Regions from separate parts of the Sus scrofa genome. Here all the other regions are linked to region 1. The links are chromatin contacts, called in public Hi-C and HiChIP or PLAC-seq maps. All regions are on one chromosome and are shown on one strand. Each heading gives the region's core, a stretch centred on a gene start, on an enhancer-like site or on the middle of the called end of the contact. The rest is flanking DNA. Distances are from core to core; before and after follow the strand shown.

The links. Hi-C and Micro-C count contacts between places; a contact is called where the count stands out from the background. HiChIP or PLAC-seq counts read pairs in DNA pulled down with a chosen protein or histone mark.
Region 2: a contact with region 1 is called in an H3K27ac HiChIP or PLAC-seq map of skeletal muscle. The contact joins two enhancer-like sites. A contact is called at or near these places in 6 of 47 Hi-C or Micro-C datasets (heart right ventricle, liver, psoas muscle and 1 more) and 2 of 2 datasets of contacts at active chromatin or transcription factors (alveolar macrophages and skeletal muscle).
Region 3: a Hi-C map of embryonic fibroblasts shows a contact between it and region 1, with 2.6 times the contacts expected there. The contact joins two enhancer-like sites. A contact is called at or near these places in 3 of 47 Hi-C or Micro-C datasets (alveolar macrophages, blood and embryonic fibroblasts).
Region 4: a Hi-C map of embryonic fibroblasts shows a contact between it and region 1, with 2.2 times the contacts expected there. The contact joins two enhancer-like sites. A contact is called at or near these places in 6 of 47 Hi-C or Micro-C datasets (embryonic fibroblasts, fetal skeletal muscle, heart right ventricle and 2 more).
Region 5: a Hi-C map of retroperitoneal adipose tissue shows a contact between it and region 1, with 2.1 times the contacts expected there. The contact joins two enhancer-like sites. A contact is called at or near these places in 4 of 47 Hi-C or Micro-C datasets (alveolar macrophages, blood, embryonic fibroblasts and 1 more) and 2 of 2 datasets of contacts at active chromatin or transcription factors (alveolar macrophages and skeletal muscle).

The regions. Positions count from the first base shown.
Region 1 is chr13:115,623,180-115,626,289 of Sscrofa11.1, forward strand. The region is part of intron 1 of LOC106505748 (a long non-coding RNA gene); the gene reads left to right. Among named protein-coding and RNA genes, the nearest start is that of TBL1XR1, 140 kb to the left of the region's middle. Within about 2 kb of position 1,577, at least 77 of the 83 cell types and tissues checked have an H3K27ac peak or open chromatin away from gene starts, as enhancers often do. A contact at or near this core is called in embryonic fibroblasts, retroperitoneal adipose tissue and skeletal muscle, where this site is marked.
Region 2 is chr13:115,953,323-115,956,546 of Sscrofa11.1, forward strand. The region is part of intron 2 of LOC106505748 (a long non-coding RNA gene); the gene reads left to right. Among named protein-coding and RNA genes, the nearest start is that of TBL1XR1, 470 kb to the left of the region's middle. Within about 2 kb of position 1,884, at least 1 of the 83 cell types and tissues checked has an H3K27ac peak or open chromatin away from gene starts, as enhancers often do. A contact at or near this core is called in skeletal muscle, where this site is marked.
Region 3 is chr13:115,905,555-115,908,625 of Sscrofa11.1, forward strand. LOC106505748 (a long non-coding RNA gene) reads left to right here. Exons shown (of 8, transcript XR_002338112.1): 2 at 1,441-1,593. Among named protein-coding and RNA genes, the nearest start is that of TBL1XR1, 420 kb to the left of the region's middle. Within about 2 kb of position 1,512, at least 13 of the 83 cell types and tissues checked have an H3K27ac peak or open chromatin away from gene starts, as enhancers often do. A contact at or near this core is called in embryonic fibroblasts, where this site is marked.
Region 4 is chr13:116,127,086-116,130,039 of Sscrofa11.1, forward strand. All of the region lies in intron 4 of LOC106505748 (a long non-coding RNA gene), which reads left to right. Among named protein-coding and RNA genes, the nearest start is that of KCNMB2, 620 kb to the right of the region's middle. Within about 2 kb of position 1,401, at least 11 of the 83 cell types and tissues checked have an H3K27ac peak or open chromatin away from gene starts, as enhancers often do. A contact at or near this core is called in embryonic fibroblasts, where this site is marked.
Region 5 is chr13:115,923,379-115,926,549 of Sscrofa11.1, forward strand. All of the region lies in intron 2 of LOC106505748 (a long non-coding RNA gene), which reads left to right. Among named protein-coding and RNA genes, the nearest start is that of TBL1XR1, 440 kb to the left of the region's middle. Within about 2 kb of position 1,628, at least 5 of the 83 cell types and tissues checked have an H3K27ac peak or open chromatin away from gene starts, as enhancers often do. A contact at or near this core is called in retroperitoneal adipose tissue, where this site is marked.

The sequences.
Region 1 (3,110 bases), core at 327-2,826:
AGGGGGAGACGGGGAGAGAGGGAGCGGGGGAGAGAGAGATCAGGGAGGCACCGGGCTCCACAAAGCGGGGAGAGTGAGTAGGGGGTACAGGGCCAGCACTTAAGCCGACCGCTTTTTCAGAACCATCACAGCGACTCTGGCCTGACAAGTAACACTACTGAGGGCAAAAACTGGAATATTTGAAGGCGGGTGTCCCTTACGAAATCCAGCTTTCATTTAATCCTCAAAACAGTGACTGTAGGGATTACAGCTACCCCGTTTTTACAGATGAGGGATACAGAGAGGTTAAGCACTCTGTCCATACTTAAACAGCTAATAAGGGTCAGAACAGGACTGGGAATCAGGCAGCGCACAGCCAGTGTGCGGTGTGCCCCGCAGGGGGCTCCCACAAAGAACTCCTTGGGTTTGTGTGTAGGGGGCGGAGGAGAGGGTGGCAGGAGTTCCGAGGAGGATCAGTCCGTCCCTGGGATTTAAGGCTGAAATTCTGCGTCGTCCCTGGGCTGTCTAGGAAGGTTTCAACAGGTCTAGGAGAGGGAGGAAGGGAGCTGCGCCAGCGGGTAGAGGTCTGGGTGCCTAGTCCCAGAGTTGCGCCTGCTAAGGCAGGTGGGCGAGGGGATGCGGGGGAAGGAGAGCAGGCAGAAGCTGCGGGGCCAGAAAAGAAGGCCTAGGCCCAGTGGGGAAGGCCACGCCCCAGCTGGGAGTGCTCCTCTCCAGATCTCAGCCTCTGAACGCAATTCCATTTAAGGGCAACCTTGCCCGATTCACACCTAGCCTTGAAGATTACAGACCGCCCTTTGGTCAATTTGCAGGGTGAAAGCGGGAACCTACCACCCTACACCTGCAATTCCAGCGCCATAAAGGAAGCCAGACATGTCCTATAAAATGTCACCATCGCTGAGGTGCAGTTTCCAAGGGGGTATCCGGTAGAGGGAAATACTCCGCAGCTGGCGACCCTCGAATCTGCGAATTCACTGCAGCGGGGGAGGAAGGCTCCAGTACAGAGTGGGGGAGGGGGCAGGAATCTTCTTTCTTGCCCTCTGCTCCTCGCTTGGTAATCAGGCTCGGCCACGTGACTAAAGCTTGGGGTAGGGGTAGGGGCAGGGGATTGCGGCCTGAGTAATTTTTGCCAGAGGGGTGTTTGACCAAACATAAATAGTGAAGGAACTAGAGTTGGGAGCCACGATGGGGCTGGGCTGCAGAGACCCCGACGCCGCTGCGGAGCCAGAGAGCCTGAGCGCTGAGCCGCTGCCGCCCCTCCCCCAGTCCAGCCCGCGAGCTCATTTTCGCTTGGCCGGTCCCCGCGCTGCCGGATGGATCGCGCCCCACCCCCGCTTCTCTGCTCAGTCATTCAGACTTGGAAAGTCAATAACACGCTGACATCATCAGGGGTTTGTGTATTATTACAAGGCTACTTTCCAGAGTACCTGGCATTATCTAAGAGAGGAGCACTCTGGCTGCCTAAGGAAGGGCCCGGGTTGTGGGCCTCGGGAGGGGCGGCTCTCCAAGCCAGGCCTTTTCCTCCTGGGGGAGCATCTTCAGGGCACCGATTAGAAACAGAGTATGTGCTTTTGCTGCACTAAATGCAGATGCACTTTAGATATCAATACATGCTTTATTTTGGCTGGGGGTGCACCTATAAATCATTACTAAGTGACCTCTATTTCTACCAAAGACATCCACTTGGTCTTTAAGAAGCATTTTTAGTGATCCTCCCAAAGGAAAAAAAGGCATGTTTTATGACAGGAAGCCAAAGGCTGACTCTTTTGAGACTCTTGGGGTTTGTGTGTGAGTCTCTATTATGTAATCGCCATCACGGGTGATTAGGTCTTCTTTTTCCCTCCAGGGCTGGCTTGGGTGGTTTGGTTGCTGTGTTTTTCTTAAGCCTCTTGCGGAGCAAACACACACATAAAAAAAATCCCAGATTTATGGTGCTAAACTGCTCTCCAAGCAAATTGCCTTGAAGAGTGTCTCGTTTTGAAGGAGAGAAATAGATGAATTTTTTTGTTAATTAAGACTCCTTATCTTCCTCCTCTGGCATTTCCTTTTCTAGAATGAGTTTTTAAAGTAATTTTATATATTTTAGATATTTTCTTCCTTCTCTCCTGCTGTAATGGTACTTGTAATGGCTTTAAATAACTGATTGTATAGATTACTGCACTTTTGTTCTGTTAATACAAACACCCCGCCCCCTTCAGTTAAAATATGTAAAACTCAGTAACTTCCACAACATGGTACCTTTTAAGTTTGGCCAAACAGGCTATATGGTTTTTTTTTACACACACAAGGCTGATCTCATTGAAAATCTCCCATTATCTTAAATTGCAAAAAATACACTCAGTGGGAAACTGGTGGCTACCTGGAAGATCGCAAGGGGAGTGCCTTTCTTCACTGGCCTGATCTCATCCTCTGTACCTAAGGCTGGGAGAGATCAGGGATTGATATAAAAGTCTCTAGGGCTCCCCAGAAGAAAGCAAAGCAGCCATGTTTCTCAACAATGTAACACCTTCCCTCTATGTACTTGATCATTTCAGGAGAATTTGTAGTCAGTTGTAACCACTTCCCTCCAGGTGGTCTGAGGAAAAATTCCCCACCAGGTTTGCACTTCTAAAATCACCTTTGCAAGCCTGCCCAACAACCCTCCTACCCCACCTCCAGTTTTACCCTGGAAATTTCTGAGGTGCAGGCAGCTGACAAGGTCCAGTGTACCATCCTTCCAAGGTGGTTCAGTAGGTTTTGTTCTGTGAAGCTAGAAGCTGCTAAAGGGGGTTGGGAGAGTGGGGTGCATCACCAACCAGTGCACTGTTGACTTAGGGGCTTTCCCTTAGTTCCTTAGAGAAGACTGTGCAGACCAGAGAGTTTGTTCCTTTGGTAGTTAAGATGAGGAGTCTCTCAAATATCTAAGCACTTCTCTTTTCTTGCCTGTTGTTCCTCTGGCCTGTGCCCAAGCCTCTTCTTCGTATGTGACCCATGTAGCGGTCTTTACTATATAAGGATATCAGCCATCTCATTCTAGATGTTGAGCTTTGATAGCTGGCCACTAACTTCCTAACCTGGAGCTTCTACCTAAGCAGGGAGAACAAAGGTCACAGGACCACTTGGGCAGAAGCTCC
Region 2 (3,224 bases), core at 634-3,133, 330 kb after region 1:
CATGCCCCATGGTCTGTAATCTTTCTCTAAAGTGTAAGTTGGGGCACTCATAGTTCTTACCTTCTTTGCTCCCCAGGTTTCAGGATCATTATCCTTCTTTGCTTGATGTCCAACATCTCGGGAACTAGTCTTTCCAGAGTTTTAAGTGGAAGGATACACTTGGTCCTTATTATTTTATCTTTGTCATAATATGTAGTAATAATTATATACTGTTCATGTTCATTATACACAAAGCTACTTCTCATGTGTTATTTTTCCCTAGAACTTGCAAATAGAACTCTCTTCTGTAAGCAAAAATAATCAGATCAAGCACACAACAGATTAATTTAGTCATCCTTAAAAATAACCCCATTAGAGAATGGTTGGGAAGTAAGTTATTAGAGAAGGCTTGGGGAGTACACAGGTCAAATCAACATCGCTATAGTATATCCTCAGAAATTAATGGTAACTGAAGAGGCTACAAAATGATGAATTAAAGTATAACCTGTATATCTGAAGTATTTATTAATCATATTTATTTACTATGATCTGCTATCTATGCCTTTGGCCCTAGATTTGTAATCTCCTTGACGGCAAGGGCATGATTCTTTCCCCTCTCTTTTTAAATCTAGCATCTAGCATGGGGCATAAGAATGTTTTAAAAACATCTCAGATAACACTAATGTACAACCACGTGACTTTTAATATACCTACATGCTGAATAGCATTAAATGAAGTAATAGTTCACATAAGAAACACTCCACTTCAAACTGTGGCAATCACAAAAATTTTTTTTCATTCAGTGAGTATTTACTAAAGACTTTCTATGTACTCAGCACTGAACAGGGGTCCAGTAGGTACAGAACAAATATAAGGTATGTTCACTGTTTTCAGAATGCTTATCATCTAGCTGGGAAACAAAACAAATACATGTGAAACAATCGAGCAAAAGCATAAGCTGTGGATAATTAGCTCCCGAATGAAGTGGACTGACTTATAGTCTATAAAAATTCAGTAAAGCAGAAAATCAGTGTAGGCTAAGGTAGTCAAAGCAGACTTCTCAGAAGAATTGGTATTTGTCCTCAAATAAAATATTCTGAAAGTACTGGAAAATGGAAATTCTTACCTGCTAGAGTCAGATCTTTTCTTCCTTATTTTAAGATGGATCAATGGAAAATTTGAGAATAGTTTATAGAATATAGCTGATGTTAATGATTTTTATAAAATGTTTCAGTGGTCAAATTACTAGTCCTTTAATGTCTGGAAATTCTGCTGTTGGCAATTTAAAAATGTTTTTTTTTTTTCCGCTCATAGAAGTGTATCTGATACCATTATTATTATTGTTGTTTTATTTGAGATGAAAAGGGATGGATATCTAACATCTATAACTAATTTTTAAGTGTTTTTATATTTTGGAAATCCAAGAAAGTTTTGCCAAAACACATTTATTTTCAACATGTGCATTAATTAAATGGAAGTATTTAGTCCACATTTTCCTGATTTATTTGACCTAAATAGTACTTTATGAAAACTATTCAACTTTTGAAAGGTATTTAGCATTTCAAAAAGGTTTTAGGCCAGTTGGTTGATTGGTCTCTCTGTCTGTCTATCTATCTATCTATCTCTATCTTATCTATCTATTGGAAAATCAAGAAATCTTTCCAGGGATAGGTTCAATTAGAAATCCAAAAGACCAGATCATAAATGCAAGCAGAGCCCTCCTCTTACCTCCATTTCCATTTCCCACCCTAAATGGCATTTGTAAGCCTTGTTTGGAGGCCCTTACCTTCTCCGACAATGGTAAATGGAGGCCTTTTTAAAATAGAATTAGTGGTGCAGCACATCTTGTTCAAGGAACAGCAGTGTTTGTCTAATTCCCAAAGCAGCTGTCTGAGTTGCTTGCCCCCAAGTTGCCTTTGGACAGAAGTAAACAAACATGGACATCCAATAGCGTATATTTGAAACCGACCTCCGAGGCCATCTATTTTAAGCAGATTGTAATTTTGCAAAAGGCATGGCCCCATTCCAAATGTTTATTTAGTGTTGAATGGTCTCCAACTGGCTGGTTGGTCTGCTTTTTTTTTTTTTTTTTTTTTTTTTTAAATGGTGTTGAAAACATTAAGAAAGATACCAATAATAGATGCTGGATTTGCACTCATCTCAGTATACAACAATTCATTTTGTTTGGTGCCAGAACAAAATTTTACTATAGGGAGAGACAGGCAAATAAGTCTGGCTATGTGGTAGCTGGTTTCGTGGCAACCACTATTATTTCTACCCTTCACACCCCAATATTAACCTTGTTTAGGGAAAAGCCTTGTAAGTCTCTGCCAGCACAATTCTTTTTCATAGAATGCATACTGAGGGCAAAACATTGGGCTAAGCTTTCTGCACATAAACTCCTTTTGTCCCCACAATGACCATAAGCAGCAGGTATTATTACTCTCATTTTAGAGATGAGGAAAGTGCACTTCAGAGACCTTCAGCTGTAAGTTTGAAGTGCAGATTAGACCCAAGATTTGTCTGATTCCAGAAGTTAAGCTCATTTTATTTCATGAAAGATCCATATTAATTAGATTCCCCTACCCATTGTATGTGCTTATGCTATAGCTATTCTTTTTCCTTCTATCTATTCTGATATGAATTTTGGCTCCAGGATGTGACAAAATGGATGCCTAGGGATGCATCGTCTATTCTTTCGTAAGTGGTTGCATTAATTGTTCAAGTGCAAAAGAAAGAGCCCTTCAGGGGATTATATATGTGGCCATATTTTCCTTACACATATTTAGAAAGAAAACTGAAAAATCAAAACCAAAACCAAAAAAATCTACAGTGGTCTTTCTTGCATGTCATTCATCACACTTGCCTTTGTGCATCAAATGTCAATTTGCTCATAGGAGAGAGCTTTTAAAGAAAACCTTGGGTTAAAAAGAGCTGTGGCTTAAATTAAAGGCACCATTGGCTGCTGAAATTGGTCCTTAGGTGCAGAAGGGAGATTTACTTAGCCTTGTTCTCTTACCCAGCTTTGTGTCTTTTTCACTGAGGCAGATGAATAATCAGGCAGCTCTGAGGACCTTTTGTACCTAACATCTAGAGTCACCTCCAAATGGCAAAACATTGTAAACAAAAATACCAAGTGTTCCTGTAATTACAAGTCACTTCCTTCTCTGTGTATCATCTTGGGATTACTTTCACAGCCACAAAGTTCTGCCTCAGTGCAAGCCTTTTCCTCTAAGCAGCACTTT
Region 3 (3,071 bases), core at 262-2,761, 280 kb after region 1:
TAGATTTAACAACTGGATGCTTACTTTCTTTATATATATTTTTCCTATCCCTTGAATGCTATGTCATAACAAAACCTACTTAGATGTGCTTGCTTGCTCTTATTTCACTGAAATTCATTGTGCAATACCCCCTCTGTTTTGATTTAAAATATTTTTCTTTATCTCAACCACAATAAGCCAGAAATTCTGTCTAGTATGAAACATTCAAGAACCAATGAATGCCTGCTATCTGGAAAAGTGAAATGTCTCTATAGAATTCTTATTACCTTTAGACATTGTTAGTATATTCTGTGAAAAACAATACAAAAGAAAACATGAGTTTTAACCTTGTCATGTAACATTAGTTCTGTTTAAATATTAGCTGCTTGGTTCTTATTTGTCTGGTTCAGTGGTTGATTGGCCAAGGAGGGAATTTCAGCATATGGATTTTTTCCCCCTCTTTTTCAAATGGTTATTAGTGGGAAGAAGTCCTTGGGTCACCTCAGGCCAGTAATTGAAAGTGCTTGAGACAGACATTCTTCTAGCTCTGGGAAGGTTAGAAATTGGGTGTACTTATCAAGCTCAGCTGGTTTTCCAGTAATTTTCTGTGTTTGTTATAAATGTGGGTACTCTGCAGCCTATGGAGTTTCACTGTGTTAGTTTACAAAGACCTTGGTTTTGTTTTTTAAAAGGTTGATTTTGTTTTAGAACTTGGGTCAAACTAAAAAGTATGAATTGGCTCCTCAACTCTGGGAGCAGGAAGTGTTATATTTCTTTGTGTTCAGATAAATCTGGCTCTGTTCCCTGCTAACCCCTGTTTTTGCAAGATTGTTAAGAGTTTAATCGCATCTATTTTTGTTCTGCAACTTCCTTTGGTCATTCAAGGAAATTGGGGGTCTTATACCTTCCAGAAAATTCTAGGAAGAGCCTCTGGTCTGACTGCTGAAGTTGCTCTTTGAAGCACATGGATTTGGTGGCACAGGGTACACGTCCAGCTTGGCTACTGTATCTTTGATCCGTCCTAAATCAAGCCTAGACTTCATGTTATTAGCAGTTCCTATTGCATGGGCATTAGGTACACCCAGACAGTCTTTATTATTATTATTATTTTTTAGAAACTTCTGTGCTTTTCCTGTCTTGAACAATCCAGCTGTTTACTTTGGGAGCCTAAACTTAAGTTCTCTTCCTTGGGGTAACATCTAGATTACAAATCCTCACTCTCCCCTTGAGATGGAGGTAGGAAAAGAATCTCCCTTTCTTTCACAGTAAACCTACAAACATAGCTAAATTCTTAATCTGTGTTTCCTGCCATATTTGATGTCTTAATTTTTTTTTCCATATTCTTGAACTGTTGAGTAAGCTACTAGCATACATAGTTAAGGGTTATGTCACCAGGAAACTCTTTGATGTCTGTGATAATTTTGTTGTTACTGTTTTTTTTTTCTTCCTTTTTTTTCATAGGGGAAAGTATGAAGTCATCTTTCTCATTGCTCTCCTCTTTAAGTCCAAGAGCAAAGTACTTCTAAAAGGCAGGCTTTGTGGTTCGCATGGAATGTAAATAGCTCAAATGGCCCCACTTCCAAGAAGCCTTCTTTAACCCTAAGGCTGAATGAAGTAAGTGCATTCTTTTGTTTTCTACTGTATTCCCAGCAATACTTTGATCGCACAAACTCCCATCTCTAGAGAGTGCTCTGATTTTTCCTCTCATTCATTCCAAGAAGAAAGGTCAATATCAAGGACTATGTAGGACCAAGGGCCTTTTTGGGGGGTGGTGATATAAATTTCAGTGCTGTGAGAGAAGATAGAAGATGTTCTAGTAACCTCTAATTTACATATGGGTGTCAGTGAAAATGAGATTCAAATTTGGAGTTGTTTGGAAAGAGACACGTGTGTTCTTCATGGTACTACAAGTCAACCAGATGGAGGGAGGGTACAATGTTGGGTGAAAGTTGAAGGACAGAGGCAAAGCTGGGGTCCTGTTTTCCTCTCTGCTTGGTACCCTGGAAGATCTGGTCTCACCTGGTATGATTGGCTAGGGAGCTTTTACAACTCAGAGGAACCCAAAGAGAACTTAAGCTCTTGTTTTCTGTCATCTTTTCCTCCCCTGCCTGTTCTTAAAAGAATCTATTCCTGTTTCCCTAGTTTAAAAATAATTGTACTCTCTGTTGCTTTGTAGACATTTTCATTCTGATTTGAGTTGCTTGATTCTGATATTTGACCTGTGCTCTGTATAATATTTCTATTATTTTCAAACTTGCCTTGATGATCGATGTTCTCTGGTCTGTACAATTTCCCATTTATTAAGATGCCACATGTTATATCATTGCTGTGAATTTCATCCTCTGGAAATTTTCCTTGGCTTAAAGCTATATCAGGTCAGAAAAATGTGGCTACATGACATTTTAATAGAATGTAAACAAATACTTTAGAGGTCACTGTTTACTTCTGAGATTCTGGGGTTCAGACTTCTTAGAGGGCTGCAGCCTTAGAGGGGGGGATAAAGACTATTTTGGAAACAGCATCACCTCATGCCAGCCTGGAAATCAACACCAGGATAGGGAGTACTAAGAGAGCAGGCTGTCTTCTTACCACTGCCTTTTAATTTGATCAAGATATGGCTACACATTTATAATTTTTTAATTAAAAATCTGTATGGAAGGAGAGAGCTCATGGCTACCCCAGAAACCATGGTAAACATTTAGAAACTGCTAATCTGTCTATGGAGTTCATTTGAAAGAGAGAGAAGAACTGCAGAAAAGGACTGTGATCCAAGTGCCTTTAAAGATATGACTGTGCACATTTTTCCTGCACAGTCTTGTGCATCAACTTCTGCTCATTTTTTTTTTTTAAGGCCAGTGTTCAAAACAACATTTGGGATATTTGCCTGACTTTTGTGTGACTCTCGAGATGGGTTCAAATCCATGGATTAATGAAAATAACTGGCCTATAGCAAATGCTGAAAATGTTTTTGCAAACATGGGCCAAATTTTAGTTTTATTATAAAATGTAAATGGTTTTGAGTTTTGTACTAACATATCATACAAAAGTAATATGCTGTTCTTCCAGATGGGTTCAGTGTCTATGGCATGCTG
Region 4 (2,954 bases), core at 151-2,650, 500 kb after region 1:
CATCGTCAACATTTCCTGTGTGTTTGGGGGTGGGTGGGATGGGAGGCTTGGGAAGTGGTGGGAGACAGTGGAAATTTGACAATCCTTTGCATCCTGATTGCTGTGCTGGGCGCTTCCATTCCTGAACTCTAAATCCCTGTAACAACTCTGAGATAAGTGCTATCTTTGCCATTTTCTATATGAGGAATGTGAGGCCCAGAGAAGCAAAGAAGCTAAGAAATGTACCCAGATGCACACATTTTATGAGTGATGGACTAAATGGTCTGAACTGTTTTTTGCCTTCAAATTCTTTGCTCTTTTCACTGTACCTTAGTTATTGCCTGTTTTAGAGAATGTTGTGCATTTCTTCATAAATGAGTCCAATTTTTGCCTGCCACCTGGTTTTTATGACTGTCCAGATTGATTTTTCTTTTGAATTTACATTTCGCAACTGTGGGCTTTTTTCCTTTTCCATTTATCTCTTGTCTCAGTCATGAGGTTGGAAAAAAATGAGAAATATGCTGGCTTTGTTTAGACTGAGAACATTCCCAAATATTTGGCTGTACCTCAAAACCCTGTTAAAATAATATTATTTATAACTTTCTGCTTGGTCAATTTTATTTTAAGTCAGGCTATTTCCCACAGGGGACTGTTGATGTTAAGTTTGCTGCTTGAAAGCCTTAATCACAAAACATTTTCCAAGTAAGATTCAGGTCCTTGCCTTCACGATGAATGGAAACTTGTTAGACAATAGCCTTGACCATTGTGGAACCTTACTCTTAGGGGCTGTGGGGTAGAGTGTTGGTGGGGAGAATGCCATCTGTTCACAGCTGAGCCATCCACCCCTGTCAGAGAGCAGGATCTGTCCAGCCCATGATAGGATGCATTTAAGAGCTGGGCTTTGATGTTGAATGCTGTTTCCCAGAATGCCTATTGAGGAACACAGTTAATTTCTTCTGTATTTCTCCTCTGATGACTATTGTTGTTAGCAGATTTGTTTAGCTGCCTTAGCAGCTTGGGACCTTTCATTGACTTTTGAGCAGATAATTTGACTTTCAGGCAGAGTAAGGGAGAAGGCAGCTAGCAGAATCATTGCAATGGAATACCCACTATAAATTATGGGGAACCAGGCTTTTGACAGGACGGACCTGAAATGGAAGACCTGTCTTTGCCTTGATGTATAATTGAACACTGTCTAAAACTGATGGCAAAGCAGTGTGAATCATAGAGGCCAAAGGTTTGTTATTTAGCAACTTAAATATGTCTTCTTTGAAAGGCCATTCCCTTTCAGACAGAAAATGATGGTCATTGAGATGGCAATTGTCACATTGAAATTACAGTGCTTCCCACCCAGGAGCAGCTCATCTAAAGGGAAGATGGGCAGAAAGCCTGAATAATTAACCCAAAAAGTGGTTATGTAACTGCTTACATTCCACAACTTGAAGACTTTTGGCTTCATTTCAGCCTTTTGAGAAATTCTTATCCCAACAGTTGCTAGTGGCCACCATGTACATTGCTCCATCTTTCTGTCTCCCTAGTAGCTAAATGCCTATTGATTTTTCCAGAACCCTAAGCTCTCTTTGTAAAGGAAGATTTGGTGGACATCATGTCAAATACAAAGGAAAGCCTCTGCCAGACTGAGCATTAGAACATAGTGTTTTAAAAGAAATATGAAGTATCAATGCAATTATAAATCAATGAAAACCCCAGGAGAAAGAGAATCTCACTTGAGAAAAGATCTTTAAGTTTTCTCTTTTCTCCTTATAAAGAAAAATTGGATCAGCGAACCAAATTTATGACAGTAAAAACTGTCAACAAAATATTCCTGGCTGTTGCTGGGGCTGAGAAAGAGAAAGCCAAATCATGTATGCAGTGTGAGTATGTGAAATGACACATTTTAATATATTAGTTAGGGGGTCAAAAATACCTCCCCTCTTCCACTTAAGTTTTTGGCTGTTACCCCAAATTGTTATTGTTTTAATTATTTTGCTCATGCTTTTCTCTTATGGTCTTTTCCACATCCTATATTTTCTCCTAATTTTGCCTTCTGTATCCGAGAGATATTTGTGGATTGCCAGCATACCTTTTGGGGTCTTAAAAGTCATGTTAGTTTGATAACCATAACTATTATAATCCATGATGCAGAACCAGATAAAGATCTGTGTTTTAACTGAGCTGCAGTGCCTCCAGTTAAGGCACACAACCAAGTTGGAGACTGAGTCAGAGAGCATTGCTAATGGGAATAATGTAGAAAGGCATACAGAGTTACATGGAGATTAGAGGAAAGTCTGTTAAATTGGGTGGGGCCGCAGCAAGCAAATTTATCAGGCACTATAACCTGGATCTGCCCTTCATCATGGCAGGGTTGTTTCTTATGCTGGACATAGATGATTGTTACTAACCTCTGACAGAAATTCTGAACCTACTAAAGGAAAAGTGCAGAAGCATGAGAGAAGGAAGAGGAAATGTGGGAGAGAAGTGGAAAATGGTTTGAGACTGTTGGAATGGGAAAAAAAATATTTTGGTTTTTGACATCATTTTCAAAGAATCACAATTACAGGGACAAAAATTTCATGTTCAAATATTCACAACTATGGCAAAAAATATGAAATTTGTTATCCAAGTAATTTAAAGATAAGAAAATATGAGAATAAAAAATCAGTTATGACGGTAGTAAGCATCACCGCATCATCACCAGATGCTTTGTGTTAATATGTTCATAGTTTTTTTTCTGGTCGGTTGATTTCGTTTTCTATATCAATTTAAAAAGCTGGTGCATTTAGGAGTTCCCTACTGGCTCAGTGGGTCATAGGTCCCGTGTTGTCACTGCTATGGCTCAGGTCACTGCTATGACGTGGGTTCAATCCATGGCCCTGATGCTTCCACATGCCATGGTGCGGCCAAAAAAAACCCAAAAAACTTGAGCATTTAAAAATAATTACTCAAGGTTAATATGACAACTTACATTTCATATT
Region 5 (3,171 bases), core at 378-2,877, 300 kb after region 1:
GCTTCTCAAAGTTCCCAGGAGAGGACTAGAAGACTATTAATTGCACACAGTTGATTTTGACATGCTGATAAGTGCCACCCCTTCTTGTTTTTCTTTTCCAGGAACAACACATAATGGCATTGAATTCTTAGCATGAGCCAGGTTCTTTATTTATCTCCCCACAGTAATTCCAGTGACTGAGGTGCTGGGTATTATTTCCATTTTACTGATGCAAAAACTGAGGCTCAGAGAGGTTAACTCAGTTTTATGAGGTTTGAATGCAGACTAACTCCAAAGCCACCTATTCTTATGCCATAAGAATAGGCTTTCTAAGCAAAGCTCTGTTGGGGCAAGGGGGATATCACCCTCATTTCTAACCTGGGGGCCTATTGAATAGAGCACAAATGCTTAAGGCATCTCTGTCCTTCTGGGTGAGCTGGGATGAAAAAGAGAATAGAATTAGGTATGCAGATTGTTGTCCCTTTCGAGTTGTGACTCTGGCAATTCTACCTACGACCCCTGGTGCTCTGGGAGCCACCATCAAACTCAACGTTCAGTTCTAGTTTCGCTTTGCTACGAAGATCCAGATAAGGACAAAAGAATCACCCTTATAAATGATAACTGTAGGTTTCCATTTTAACAATATTTTCCTAATGATGCCTTTTACCTCCCTGACAAATGAACGTGTATGGTAGAATGCCTGACTTTTTCAGGTTAGTCAAATATTCTGCCATTTTCCCTGATAGTCCCAAAGGCCAGTATTTTGGCATTCAAACTGCTATCTTAAAGATTGCCTAAGGGCAGTCCCAGAAGCTGCTGTACAAAAATCTTCTGTGACATAAGAGGCTTTGAATTTTGATTTGGGAAATACATGCTTAGGGTAGAGAACCAGTCTTAGTACACTCTTCTCTAGACTAGAACCTTTAGTTTGAGTGATAGGAACACCTATTTCATAGCATTTTCAGATCCACACATCTCTGGTGCCCTGGTCAGTTCTCCTGCAGTCATGGCACATGGCAAATGGGCAGCCCAGCATTACTGTATCTCCCTGAGGAGTGGGCTCTTTTTTTTTTTTTTTTTTATAGGCAGTAGGAACTCAACGATGAAGAAAAATGTCTCAGTGGTTCTATTTTCTCCCTCATGTTGTTAATAATAAAGCTCAGCATTCCATTCAAAACGTTTCCAGAGCCTGAACTCCTGTATTCAGTAAGCAGACCAGGTTCTTCCTCAGCGCCCATGCCTCCTTTCATAGACTCTCTTAATTAGATTATTTCAGAGTAATGAGGATGTCTGTGCCTTTCAGCCGAAGCAGCCAACAGCTCTGCTTCTATTCACTCCAGAGAAGCAAACACAGAGGCAGTAGGGGTGAGATTTGCAGGCAGTGTCAGCCCCCACCCCCACCCCCACCCCCCCGATCTGCCACTACCGGGGCCCAAGGGTGGGAAAATGATTGTGGTAGCCTGGTTCTCCTTTGTTCTTCCCTCCAAGTCCAAGAGCAGGTCAAAGGGAAGTCAGGTGGGATAATCATCGCTAACACTCATGCGTGTTTATAGTGTCCTAGACACTTTTCCTCAGCCCTTAGAAATTTGCCTCATTCAGTCTTTCTAGGTATCCTATGAGGGAGGGACTGTTCCTGTCCCCATTTGTAGAGGAGGCAGATGAAACACTGAGAGGTTCAGTGACTTGCCCCAGGTCACAGAGATGGGAAGTGGCAGTGCTAAGATTTGACAATGGTTGCTGTGTAAGAGAGAGACCTCTTTTGTTCCTTGGGTGCCAGGGACCTCTGCCATACCTGACCCACTGGGCTGTGGCCCCAGCATGCCATTTCAAAGGGAGAAATGAGCTAGGCCAGGAAAACAAAGGACTGAGGGTGTCTCCTTCATGTGACTCCGTGGCATGAATTCTCATGGTGTACTTCCCATCCCCAAACATTCTGACTACATGGGAGGTCCCCTTCTCCTGGCTGCTCTGGGCCAGGTCTCAGCCTCTAGCAGAGAACTAAAACCGACTGTCTCTGAAAATAAAGGATGTGGGCAGAGAGGTGGCTGGTTACTTTCTGTGCCAAGTGGGCACAGTGCCAACCTCTCCTGGAAGAACTGTCCCATCTTCCTTTCTCCTTGACCCAGCAGGAGAGGGAAGCTGAGTCTTTAGGCAATTTTTCATTGCCGTTGAACACTGAATCCCATTCTAGAGAGATAAGAGGCTGCACATTTTTGTTGGGATGAACTCTGAAAGGTCAGCCTGCCCTCCTTAGAATAAAAATCTTGCTTTTTACCACATGCTGGTCCCATGGGCTGTGCGTATGCACGTGTGTGTGTGTGTGTGTGTGTGTGAGTGTACGTTTGCATGCATGAGTATGTGAGCATGTGCCTGTGAAGAGTGGCTGAAAGAAGAAAGAAGTAGCTGAAAGAAAGAAAAATTAAAAATTCACTTAGAATTTTTAATAATATTTGGAGTTGGGTTTGTCTGTTCAAAGAATACTGATATGGAATGTTCAAAAACAGAATGAGGGTCCTGTCCTGAACTTGAGGTTATTTTTCTTAGTGGGCACTTGCTCTTACCCATCGTGTGGGACTGAAGAAAGCACAGGGCGTACATTTCTCTGAGAATGTTCTGAGAGCAATGTCTGTCTGTCTGTCCATGGGAGAGCTTTCCTTTTGCAAAGTTTACTCCCTCCACTGGAGGACAAGCCACAGGGTTTATGCAGGCCTAGCTGAATGACACAGTTGCATAAAAGATACCTCTTACATTGGAAAAAGATGGCAACTTTGCTCCCATAGCTCTATAAAACCCTAATGCTGGCGTTCCCTTGTGACTCAGTGGGTTAAGGATCCAGTTCTGTCACTGCTGTGCCTCAGGCCACTGCTGTGGCCTGGGTTCCATCCCTAGCATGAGTACTTCCACATGCTGCAGCAAAACAAACAAACAAACCAAAAAAACCTTAATGCTTTAGATACCCACCCCGCCTTGTTGCATCAGAGCAGAGGCAACCCTCAGATCCAGGGTCCCTCTATATGGCAGTCGTGACCTGAGGGTCCTGTTTACAGGTATGTATTTATATATATATATACTGTGTATGTGCATACATACATGTTTATATACACGAATATATATATATATATGTAAATACATATATATATATGTGTGTGTGTGTGTGTATGTGTGTGTAAACATATATTTGGAAGACCTAAG